4 separate regions of the Mus musculus genome follow, and regions 2, 3 and 4 are each linked to region 1. A link is a contact called in public Hi-C and HiChIP or PLAC-seq data. All regions are on one chromosome and are shown on one strand. The core of a region is the stretch at or near the end of the contact, and the rest is flanking DNA. Distances in the headings are between cores, read along the strand shown.

The links. A called contact is a pair of places that touch in the nucleus more often than the background predicts. HiChIP or PLAC-seq counts read pairs in DNA pulled down with a chosen protein or histone mark.
Region 2: an H3K27ac HiChIP or PLAC-seq map of embryonic stem cells shows a contact between it and region 1, with 7 times the contacts expected there. The contact joins the enhancer-like site here to the promoter of Eif4a2 in region 1. A contact is called at or near these places in 6 of 39 promoter capture datasets (the 3T3-L1 cell line, cranial neural crest, embryonic stem cells and 2 more), 5 of 484 Hi-C or Micro-C datasets (all in embryonic stem cells), 6 of 115 datasets of contacts at active chromatin or transcription factors (all in embryonic stem cells) and 3 of 9 other capture datasets (embryonic stem cells, liver and pancreatic islet).
Region 3: a contact with region 1 is called in a Hi-C map of natural killer cells, with 7 times the contacts expected there. The contact joins the promoter of Senp2 here to the promoter of Eif4a2 in region 1. A contact is called at or near these places in 5 of 39 promoter capture datasets (cranial neural crest, frontonasal cranial neural crest, maxillary cranial neural crest and 2 more), 1 of 484 Hi-C or Micro-C datasets (natural killer cells) and 1 of 115 datasets of contacts at active chromatin or transcription factors (astrocytes).
Region 4: a contact with region 1 is called in an H3K27ac HiChIP or PLAC-seq map of microglia, with 4 times the contacts expected there. The contact joins the enhancer-like site here to the promoter of Eif4a2 in region 1. A contact is called at or near these places in 3 of 39 promoter capture datasets (the 3T3-L1 cell line, the C10 cell line and cranial neural crest) and 2 of 115 datasets of contacts at active chromatin or transcription factors (astrocytes and microglia).

The regions. Positions count from the first base shown.
Region 1 is chr16:23,106,217-23,108,721 of GRCm38.p6, forward strand. It overlaps Eif4a2 (eukaryotic translation initiation factor 4A2), which reads left to right and starts at 1,252. Exons shown (of 11, transcript NM_013506.3): 1 at 1,252-1,604; 2 at 2,372-2,417; 3 at 2,503-2,505. The coding sequence starts at 1,576.
Region 2 is chr16:25,037,445-25,039,949 of GRCm38.p6, forward strand. No RefSeq gene overlaps it. Among named protein-coding and RNA genes, the nearest start is that of A230028O05Rik, 21 kb to the right of the region's middle. Within about 2 kb of position 1,252, at least 32 of the 459 cell types and tissues checked have an H3K27ac peak or open chromatin away from gene starts, as enhancers often do. A contact at or near this core is called in embryonic stem cells, where this site is marked.
Region 3 is chr16:22,008,233-22,010,737 of GRCm38.p6, forward strand. Senp2 (SUMO/sentrin specific peptidase 2) reads left to right here and starts at 1,252. Exons shown (of 17, transcript NM_029457.3): 1 at 1,252-1,510. The coding sequence starts at 1,410.
Region 4 is chr16:22,066,394-22,068,898 of GRCm38.p6, forward strand. It overlaps Igf2bp2 (insulin-like growth factor 2 mRNA binding protein 2), which reads right to left. Exons shown (of 16, transcript NM_183029.2): 12 at 1,750-1,866. Among named protein-coding and RNA genes, the nearest start is that of Senp2, 58 kb to the left of the region's middle. Within about 2 kb of position 1,253, at least 76 of the 459 cell types and tissues checked have an H3K27ac peak or open chromatin away from gene starts, as enhancers often do. A contact at or near this core is called in astrocytes, where this site is marked.

The sequences.
Region 1 (2,505 bases), core at 2-2,501:
ACTTGCAGGGATCCACGAGCCTCCACTTCCTGAGTGCTAGGGTTAAAAGTCCATGTCACCACACCCGGTCTCTATTTTGTCATCATTTTGTAACAGTTTCTGACACAATAACTTCCAAATAAGTACAGGTTTTATTTTTGAGTAAGGATAGCACATAGGGCTGGCAAGATGATTCAATGCTGGCCTTAGGGCATGCTGACCTAAGTTCCATCCCCAGGACCCACTTGTGGGATCCAAGTAGTAGGAGACGAATCAACTCCTAAGAGTCGTCCGTTGACTTCCACGCGCTGAGGTGCACACTCAATAAATAAACAAATACAATTTAATCTAATTTAATCTTTTTAGAGCCAAATACTTTTCGTAAATTACCAAACTGAGCCTTTTCCTTCTCTGGTTAGTCAGTCTTTGGTCTTCTGAATTAATGAGAAAAATTTTTGAGTGTTCAGGATACTTTCATATTTTAAAATTCAAGGATTAAATATCTTATATTTTTTTGCAAGGGGCTCGAGTTGTGGCTGACTGGAAACGTCTAGGCTTATGCAGCCATGCAAGTTTATTACGAGCAATACGAACTATATTGTCTCAATTTCAGTAAGGCAATATTAGATGATTAAAATCGTTTTTGTTTTTTGTTTTTGTTTTGTTTTACCAGAAGAGACAATCAGCTCTTGAAGTGCTAGGGCTGAGTCTGCCAGAAGCACCCATTTACATTTCTGTGTTACAAAGAATGACAGGTCCTTTGCACAAGTTGGTAGTGATTCTATCAGTCATTTCTCGCACCTGTTAGGTTGAAATTATTAGCATTATTTTTTAAGCCAGAGCTGAAGACGACCGACCAGAAAGAGATGAAAATCGAATCACCACCCTAGGGACATCTGTTAATGATACTACACACTGTGCTTCTCGTCTTACAAAAATAGAACTGCAAACTGGATTTCCTAGGATGTGCTGGGTGGCCGACATTTTCCGTGGCAGGGGTTTCACACGTTCCAGATCTGAATGGATATTAAATGGCTGGGCGAAATGCCAGGTAGCCCTTTCCTGTCACATTAAACAGCAGTGAGAACGGGCGGGGTAACCCTATTCTGTTCCGGCACGGAACGCGGTGGCTCGGACCAAGGGCACGCTGACGCGCAGGTAGCCCGGAGCTGCGTCCTGGAGACGCCGCCCGCCAGCGAACAGCGCCACCGGCTTCCGCCCTAAGCGCCCAGGGCTCCGCCGGCCTCTGCGGCAGGGCCGCGGAAACCCCGTAGGAGCAGGGCGGCCGAGGAGCGCGGCGCGCGGTCGCGCTGCTGCAATATTCTTCCGCCGAAAGCAAAGAGTCCCAGACCCGTTCCCGATTCGTGGATCTCCGGGAACGCTGTAATACCAAGTAATAGTGAAATGTGGATTTTGTCATCGACTCCTGTAGGGCTTCACCTCCGGTAACAAACTCCAGGAGTACAATTTTGTGGCTTCCGAAAGGGGAATAAGGAAATTCCTCCGCGAGAAACGGGTTCCGGCCGCGAGCCTATAAAAAACGGGCGGCGCCGTCCGCCTGTCTTTTCAGTCGGGCGCTGAGTGGGTTTTCGGATCATGTCTGGTGGCTCCGCGGATTACAACAGGTACGGCGCTCCCGGGGCGGCCGGTGGCCTGTAGTCAAGGTCACTAGGACCCGCGTTGAGGTGGGTTGCTTGGCGGCCACACTGCAGGTATGCGGGCTTTTTCTTAGGGCACACACTTCTCCTTGTGCCCTTCGAGAAGCTTCCATGATGGTAAGACTCCAGATGTTGGGGAGACAGGACGGATACAAGAACGGAGTATTAAGGATGCCCTTTCTTAGGACACATTGTGACATCTTGGCTGCTGCCCCTCCCCGTACGGGATATGGCAAGCGGAGCCGTGGCGCAGACTGCTTAGGGGCGGGTAACCGGGACCCGAAGGTTTATTGGCGGCCAGTGGCGCGAGCTGGCGTTCTTAGGGTTCTGTCGAGATGGGAGATTGGACGGCCAGGGGACGATCACCCTGGACCGTGAAACGGAGCGACGGAGCCGTTGGCATGGACCTGCCTGGGCCTTTCGGCGTCAATCACGCCGGCTTGCGCAGAGTTAGGGGCGGAGCTCGGCGCGCGGAGCACTCGCGAGAGCTTCGCTTCCCAAGCGGGAGGGCCTGGTCCTAGGGCACTGAGTAAAGGGGCGTCTATACTTAGGGGTCCAAGTCCCAAGCTGTTGGGGAGGGCGAATGGCGCTTCGCAGCATTGCGGCCGGTTTTGAGGCGTTTTCAGCAGAGCACAGGGGCGCGGAGGGGAATGAGGTACGGGGTGGAAGGGCCCTTTAAGGGTCTCTGCGTGGCTTGGAAGCAGTATGTCTAACTGCAGTGTTGTTGTCAGCAGAGAACATGGCGGCCCAGAGGGAATGGACCCCGATGGTGTCATCGAGGTAAGGAGTGGGTGTGGACGTTAAAGGTTTGGAAAGGTACATTTTTTTTTCATGTCTTATTCATAGTTTCATTATTAACTTACAGAGC
Region 2 (2,505 bases), core at 2-2,501, 1.9 Mb after region 1:
GTGTCTATTGGGACACAAAAGGGATGACCTAGTTCTGAGCTTTCCTCGGGTATGGTCTTATCACTCTCAGACAGAGGAGGAGCTGCCTCTGCCCAGCTGGTGACTGGGCCTACCAGGATCAGCTGTCAGATCTCCTGGTATCCCATCTGTAGCCCCTTTTTGATTTCATTGTCTGTCATACATAATTATGTGTCCCTCCTTTTTTGTTTGTTTTGTTTTGTTTCGTTCTGTTGACACAGGGTTTCTCTGTGTAGTCCTGTGCCGCAGACCTTCTGGGTCCCTGTGTCTGCGTGAAACGGGGTCTCTCGATGCAGGTGGGCAAAGCGTGGATGAATGACAGACAGACACACACACAGGAGAGTTCGTGTGGAATCTGAGTGTAATTTTACAACTCGAGCATCAGGCTTTTTATGCAGAGGACAATAAGGAAGTTGGGTGACATATTAGCAAGGTACAATTGAGGTAACTGGAATCTTACATAAAACAGAGGAATGTAAACACAAAAGGTCTAACGGGAACCACCCAGGATAGAATACATTGATAACAGCTGGGATCAACAAGGGCTCCACCTAAAATTCACTAATCTTAGAAGCCAGGGTCAAGGGCTTCGCGTCCTTGCCACAGTTCCTATTTTAGTCTCTTGTATAGTCCACCTTCCCCTTAGGCCATTGTAAATACGTGTGTATGGGTGTAACTCTGCTATAGTATCTATTCTAGTTTCTCCTTTGGTCTGAAACTTCCTTCTTTTTAAGTGATGGTAAATTCCTATGTAAGGGAGTGACTTAGCTTTTACAATCTTGCTGAATTCTAAACCCTTGATCTTGGTCAAGGATGCCCTTGGACTGTTGCAACACTGGTGGAAGGCTTAAGCCATGTCAGAATTCAATTTTAAAAAGCACTTATAATAGGAAAATATTGAAAGAGAGCACGTGGATCTATACACTAGACTAACGCGGGAATGGAACGCGGGAATGAAAAAATTACTGTATGGGTAGGGAACGCTAGACTCCAGGAGGAGAGCTTCCTTGAAACTCTTTTGCCTCATGAGTGACTTTTAAGCCTTTTGGCTTGTCCAGTTGACTCGACCGGAGAGCGTAGCAGTCCTGGTTGTCCTGTAGACAAGGTTGGCCTCGAACTCAGAGCTCTGCCTCCCTCTGCCTCCCAAGTGCTGGGATTAAAGGTGTGTACACCACCACCGCCCAGCTCTGTGCTTTTGACTTGGATGGTCTAAACAAACAGACCTTCTCAGACTCTAAGGAAGTAGATTCTGACTTTCAGAAGGACAACGACTTCCTTCTTTTGTTGTTAGTTCCTCAAAGTACTTTTGCTCCGACTTAATTACAAGTCCCAGGTGGACCTCCTTAATGGCTTCCATCTCCCTTGTTGATGAAGTACAATCAACAGAGATCCAGGGTTATTTGTAAATGCTGCAGCTTAGCAACAGGGGTTCTCTGTTATTCATGATTAGAAAATAGTTCAAAAGCTGGCCTGAACCTGTAGTTCTTTTTCCGGAATGAACAGGTACAGCAGCACTCACTGGCCAATTAATCTTGGGATAGGCAATGGGTATGGAGATGTGGATCTCAGCTCCATTGCATACTGCCGGAGGGACAGTTTCTCTTTTCTCTGTAAAATGGGCATATACAGATTTCTTTGCAGGGAATGTCATATTTATATACTAGTAACTAGAAAGTGCTATATACCAAGATTAGGTCATATTGAAAGATTCTACTGGAGGATTTTAGGGCTTGAAACAAGAAGGGTTATCTATTCACTTTTTGATATTGGCTGCCCCTACCAATGGCAGAGACAGGGATGGGTGGCAGCAGGAATTGTGGGAACAGTTGGGGCAAGTTATGCATTTGAAGTTAAAAGAGCTTACTCTAGTCAGACTGTCACTCAGTATTCCATGTATATATATATATATGGTATATATATATGGCATATATATATAGTATACAGTATTATATAATATTTAAATATGTTACTCAGTATTATAGCCACCCAAACACTCCCCTTTCCAGGCCTTTCCCAGCCTCTATTTGATGAGTTGATAAAGCCTCTGCTGCTAAAAGCAAGACTAACCAAATAAGTTTTAAAGCATGCCAGAACCATTAGAGTAGATGACTTTTAACATCCCCTCTGTTAAATGATAAAATAAGTTTCATTTAAAATGCTGAAGAAATTAACAGTTGCTAAGGAAAATGACATGTGAAGGTCAAGCCCTTGTCACTGAGTGGGGAAGGGATAGTGATAGTAGGAAACTAAGTTGGTCAACTCATGATCTAGAAGGGCCGTAGCAAGTGTCACACCCAGTGTGTTGAAGGACAGATGGAAACCTGGCTGTGAGCTCTGCATCTAACCTATGGCAAGACTGGGCCTTAATTTCCTCCTCACCAAACTGAAGGATGTCTGTACTTGATGTTTTTTGAAGCAGTTTCCACTTCAAAGCCGAGGAAGCTAACTTTGAGTGTAACTCCTAACAAGCCCTGGGCAAGAGGAATC
Region 3 (2,505 bases), core at 2-2,501, 1.1 Mb before region 1:
TCTGCCTGCCTCTGCCTCCCAAGTGCTGGGATTAAAGTCATGTGCCACCACCGCCCGGCTTTGAGACTGTTTTTAATACTTCAAGGGACTGCACTCCCAGACATTATGCTTAAGTCCATAGGAGATATTATTTAGACATTTATTTCTAATGGTTTTCCTTTAATCCCAGCACTCGGGAGGCAGAGGCAGGCAGATTTCTGAGTTCGAGGCCAGCCTGGTCTACAAAGTGAGTTCCAGGACAGTCAGGGCTATACAGAGAAACTCTGTCTCAAAAAACAACAACAACAACAACAACAAAACAACAAAAAGGAAGAAAGAAAGAAGAGAAGAGAAGAGAAGAGAAGAGAAGAGAAGAGAAGAGAAGAGAAGAAAAGAAAAGTGTATACATTCCCAGAGAGGATAATGAGAATTGATTGCTACCTGACAGCTGAGGGGAAGAGACAAGCTGATTAGAAAAGGCCACAGGAATCATTCAGTCCCTGTTTCTCGGAAGCTTTTCCTAAGAAGTCGTGTCCGTCTGCCCTACTCACTCCCCAGCATCTGGTTTAACTTTCTCTAGTTCCATTGCGCATTACAATCATTTATCACATAAGCAGGTGACCTTGTATTCTAATTTATAAGTATCTATGAAAATGTCTCTCCCAGTAAACTTGCACGTATGCGTGCGGAATGAGCCCTAATAGTTAGACTGGCTCAAATGCTAGTGGTTAGCTCCATTTTCTTAGGCACATGGTTTAATTGCTATATACCTTTGGTTTTTATGACATTCCTAAAATTCCCCACTGTGTCCGGTTGCTGTAAACATGACGGCAATCCGGGTAAAGTATTAGACCAATGTATATACAAAATAAAGCGCAAACCCTTACATACTCATTAACTAACCTGACCTATTTTCCACCCTGCGCATTCTTTTACAGAACCCTCCACTGTCGGGTTGCTTGGGTAGCTCTCCCGGCCCAGCATCGATACACGTGGTTTGGGTCTGTGGGCCTTGTCCCGAGATCGACTCCTGACTGGCTCTGCCAAAGAGAAAGCCCCGCCCTTCGGTCTGCCAGTCAGACCCGCGCAAGAGCCCGCTCTCCCCGTCCCGCTTCCTGTTGCTAGGCTTACAAGGAGCAGGCCCAGACTGCGCATGCTCAGACTCCGGAGGCCGCTTTCCCGTTGGGCGGAAGAAGGTGACGTCAACGGCTTCTAGAGAGTCCTCCCCTAGCCCGGGGAACGTTAAATCTGTGGGCCCTCTGATGGCGTCACAAGTCCGCGCCTGATCCTGGCTACGGCTGAAGCGGCGAAGGCGGCAGCGGCAGCGGCAGCGGCAGCGGCGACGGCGGCGGCGGCGGCGGCGGCGGCGGCGACAGCTCTGGGGTTCGCGTCTCGGGGTGTGTCGGCCGCCGCTGCTGCTCAGGCCTGGAATGTACAGATGGCTGGCTAAGGTTCTCGGCACCATTCTTCGCTTGTGTGAGCGGCCCGCGCCCGGGGCCCGCGCCCTACTCAAGAGGCGGCGCTCCAGCAGGTAAGGTGGCCGCGCGCCGGTCGGGTCCCCTCCCCCGCGCTGGCGTTGGGCGCCGCGGGCCTGTGGGAACCGGCGACTACGGGACCGCGGAGGCCTGGGGAGAGTCCGTCCCTCTAGCTGCGAGCGGAAGGGGAACGGGAGGCCGGCGATGTGCTGCTCGCCGGATACGGCTCCTGTCGCCCGGTGTCGTCGCGGGCGGACAGCGCAGGAGCGAGTCACTAGGTTAGGAGTTTGCCCGTAGTCGTTTGACTGCGAGTGCTGTTGTCTTCGCACCGAGGAACAGCAGTTGTCTTGTTCGACAGCAACTGTCGGGGTGTGTGTGTTGGGCTGCAGGGGAAGGGAATGGTCCTGTTCTTTAACATCCTTGTAAGAGGCAGAAAGTATTTACGTACCGCACTCTTGTAAGATTCGGTTAAAATTAGAAGGAAATGACAAATATTAGTACTTAGCATCTACTCCTTTATTTACTTTACAGTGTCTTCCCTTTTAAGGGTTTATCTAGAAAACAAAATATTCTACAACTTCTATACTCCCCCCTGTCTCCCACTCTTACATTCTCCCTCCCTTTCCTTCCTCTGCTATGTCTACTTCACTTATTATTATGATGATGGTGATTATTTTTGTTTCCAGGTCAAGAGAAGTGGACAAAAGATTGGATTAGGGGAAGTAGATCAAAATGATTCATAGATGACTCCAGGAATGTAGGTCATTGGTGAAACTGGTTGTTCGCTAAACTGTAGCATGTAGTCCCATGGCTTCTACAGTTCCATGGGGTTCAGATAAGAATCGGTTAAGATGTTATAAAGTTCTCAAACTGATGCTTATGTAAGAATAGTTTATTCTCCCCCAACTGGATCTGGTGCACAATGAAACTGCATATTTATCGAACAGGGACTGGTGATCGCCTCACATTTTCATTCATAGTCCCTCGGAGTCAGCAGTATGCCGACCCAAACCTGAGTGTGGATGTGTCCTGGCCAGCCTTGACTTCTAGC
Region 4 (2,505 bases), core at 3-2,502, 1.0 Mb before region 1:
GAAAAATATAAAATGTACAGTCTGAAGAGAATAGGAGCACCAGGAGGTGTAGTGGAGCTATGTATTTATTGTGTTCAAGGAGATAAAAGTTTAAAGAAAAGCCTTATACTAAATGGAATAAGGAAGATCGTGATCTCAGAGCAAGACCTCACCCAGCCAAGCTTCGGACTTGTGGAGAGGAATTAGACAAAGGCTTAAGCAGTGAAGAAAACCATCAAAGACAGAAAGCTGATGAAATGACTCGAGGGGCCGAGTTCCAGTTGCAGTAAGCGTGAGAACTAGGCAGCTTCAGTCACCTGGTTCTGGCTTTAGAGTCAAGAAAGGGGTTGTGGATCCCTCTGCAGCTAGGGAAAGCCACAGAGGCCAAGCCCCCGTTGGGTTCTTGTTACATTTCCACCCCCAGCACACTCTGACTTAAAAACTCTGTACAGGAAGAGGAAGAGAAGTCAACAACAGAGTTGATCTGGATCTGGTAGCTCCAGGCAGTCATTCCACCTGCTGAGGAGACCAAGAAGGTACTGTGGTCTGGTCTGCCTCAGGACCTCAGGATCCTAGTGGCCAGTGGAATTTCTGTCTAAGATTGAGGCTGACCACTTAGGTGTCTCAATGAGCCTTATTCTCTGTGTCTTGCTTTTTTCCTGTAAACTGAGGTTTGAATAAAGGAAACCCTCAAAGCCCTTCGGTCCAAGCTGTCTCACTGTAGAGTTTTGTTTTGTTTTGTGTTTAACCATCTCAGACTACAGCGTTAGGCACTAAGAAAGATCTCTGGGCACTGCAGACTATGGTCATCCTCATCCTTGCTGTCTGCATCATCTAGGCCAGGGTATTATACGTGCCAAGCCATCGGGCATAAAGCACCCCACACTCTCATCATGCCCAGCCCACCGTGGGCTAGCTAACCCCCAGTGCAAATGTGAACCCCTAACTGCAAGCACAGATGGATGCAGCTTGAGAGTACAGCAAGATGCCATCTTTCCCAGGGCCACCACTGTCCTCATAATGCACAACTCAGAATGCTTTGTTTTTGGTTTTCTTCCCTGTCACACTTGGCTGTGGGAGAAACTCCAGCTCTCAGGGGAAAAGTGTAGGCATTCTCTCTCCAAGTCATGAGACTTGGCATAACTCTGGGTTGTCTCATGGTAGCAAATTCTTTCCCGTAACAATGAAAAGCATTTCCGGAAGCGTTTCACGGGGGCTTTCGGAGTCACGGCCTCGCGCTGAGTCAGAGCAACAGCTGGGCTTGAGGCAGATCTGTGGCAAACAATCACTGACAACTGAGGGGGCAGAACATGGGCTGCAGCCACATCTGCACACATCAGTGTTGCAAACCAAGGGGAATTCCCTCTCCCAGACTTTGGCTCAGTCCTGGCCTCTTAACAGGAGACACTATCAGCTTTGTCTGCCTATGATCTTATCAGCACTTTCCAGAAAGTTCTTCAGTTTGCGTTCCCACAGTCTGTAAGTCCTTGAAGCCTGGGCTAAGGAGCATCAACATGCTGAGTGCTAGGCATAGATGCTCATTCTGCTCATGTGGGCCTTCTCTATCTTCTCGGGAAGAGGGGACAGTGCCAACCCTTGGAGGATCAGGTTTGGTCATTACTAGTTCTTTCTTCTAACTTTGGTTTGATTGAACAGGAAAGGACTAAGATGAAGAATGGGAGCTGACAGGAATGGCCATCTCTAGGTGCTGTGAGAATTCTCTAGCACTGACAGGAGGTGGCCCATGGGGACAGGCAGTAACAATCTTACCTTGATGGAGGCACCAGCAAATCGAGCGAGCTGTTTGATGTGTGCCCCCTTCTTCCCGATGATAGCACCCACAGCCTGGGTTGGGATGAAGAGACTTACAGTCTCCTGCTCTGGGTACTAGAAAAGAACACATACACAGCTATCATTCTGACCTGGCACCTCATGGCCCAGCCAAGTGCGGTTAACAGACCCAACATGGGAAGGCCTCGCAATCTGGGGAGATGGCCAAAGTGCCATGTCAGTGTGTGGCCTGGTGCTCTATAGATGAATCTGAGGAGTGATGTTGAACCTAAGCAAGATTGCATGAGCCTGCAAGGACCTCTGAGCACCCACCCACCCATGTTTGTGGGGCACATGTAGCTGGCTGTCCCTGGGTTCTCAGACACAGATTTGATATATATACTTCCTGGGCCTTCCTCCAAGAACCAAAATGGGTTATTTTGTGGTGACTCAGTGGATTAAAAAAAAAAATGTTTGTCATGTAAGCTTGATGACATGAGTTCAATCTCTGGTGGAAGGAGACAATTCCTGAACACTGTCCTGGGGCTGGAGAGATGGCTCAGAGGTTAAGAGCACCGACTGCTCTTCCAGAGGTCCTGAGTTCAATTCCCGGCAAGCACATGGCGGCTCACAACCATCTGTAATGGGATCTGATGCCCTCTTCTGGTGTGTCTGAAGAGAGCAATGGTGTACTCATATACATAAAATAAATAACTTATTCTAAAAGAAAGAGGGAGGGAGGGAGGGAGGGAGGGA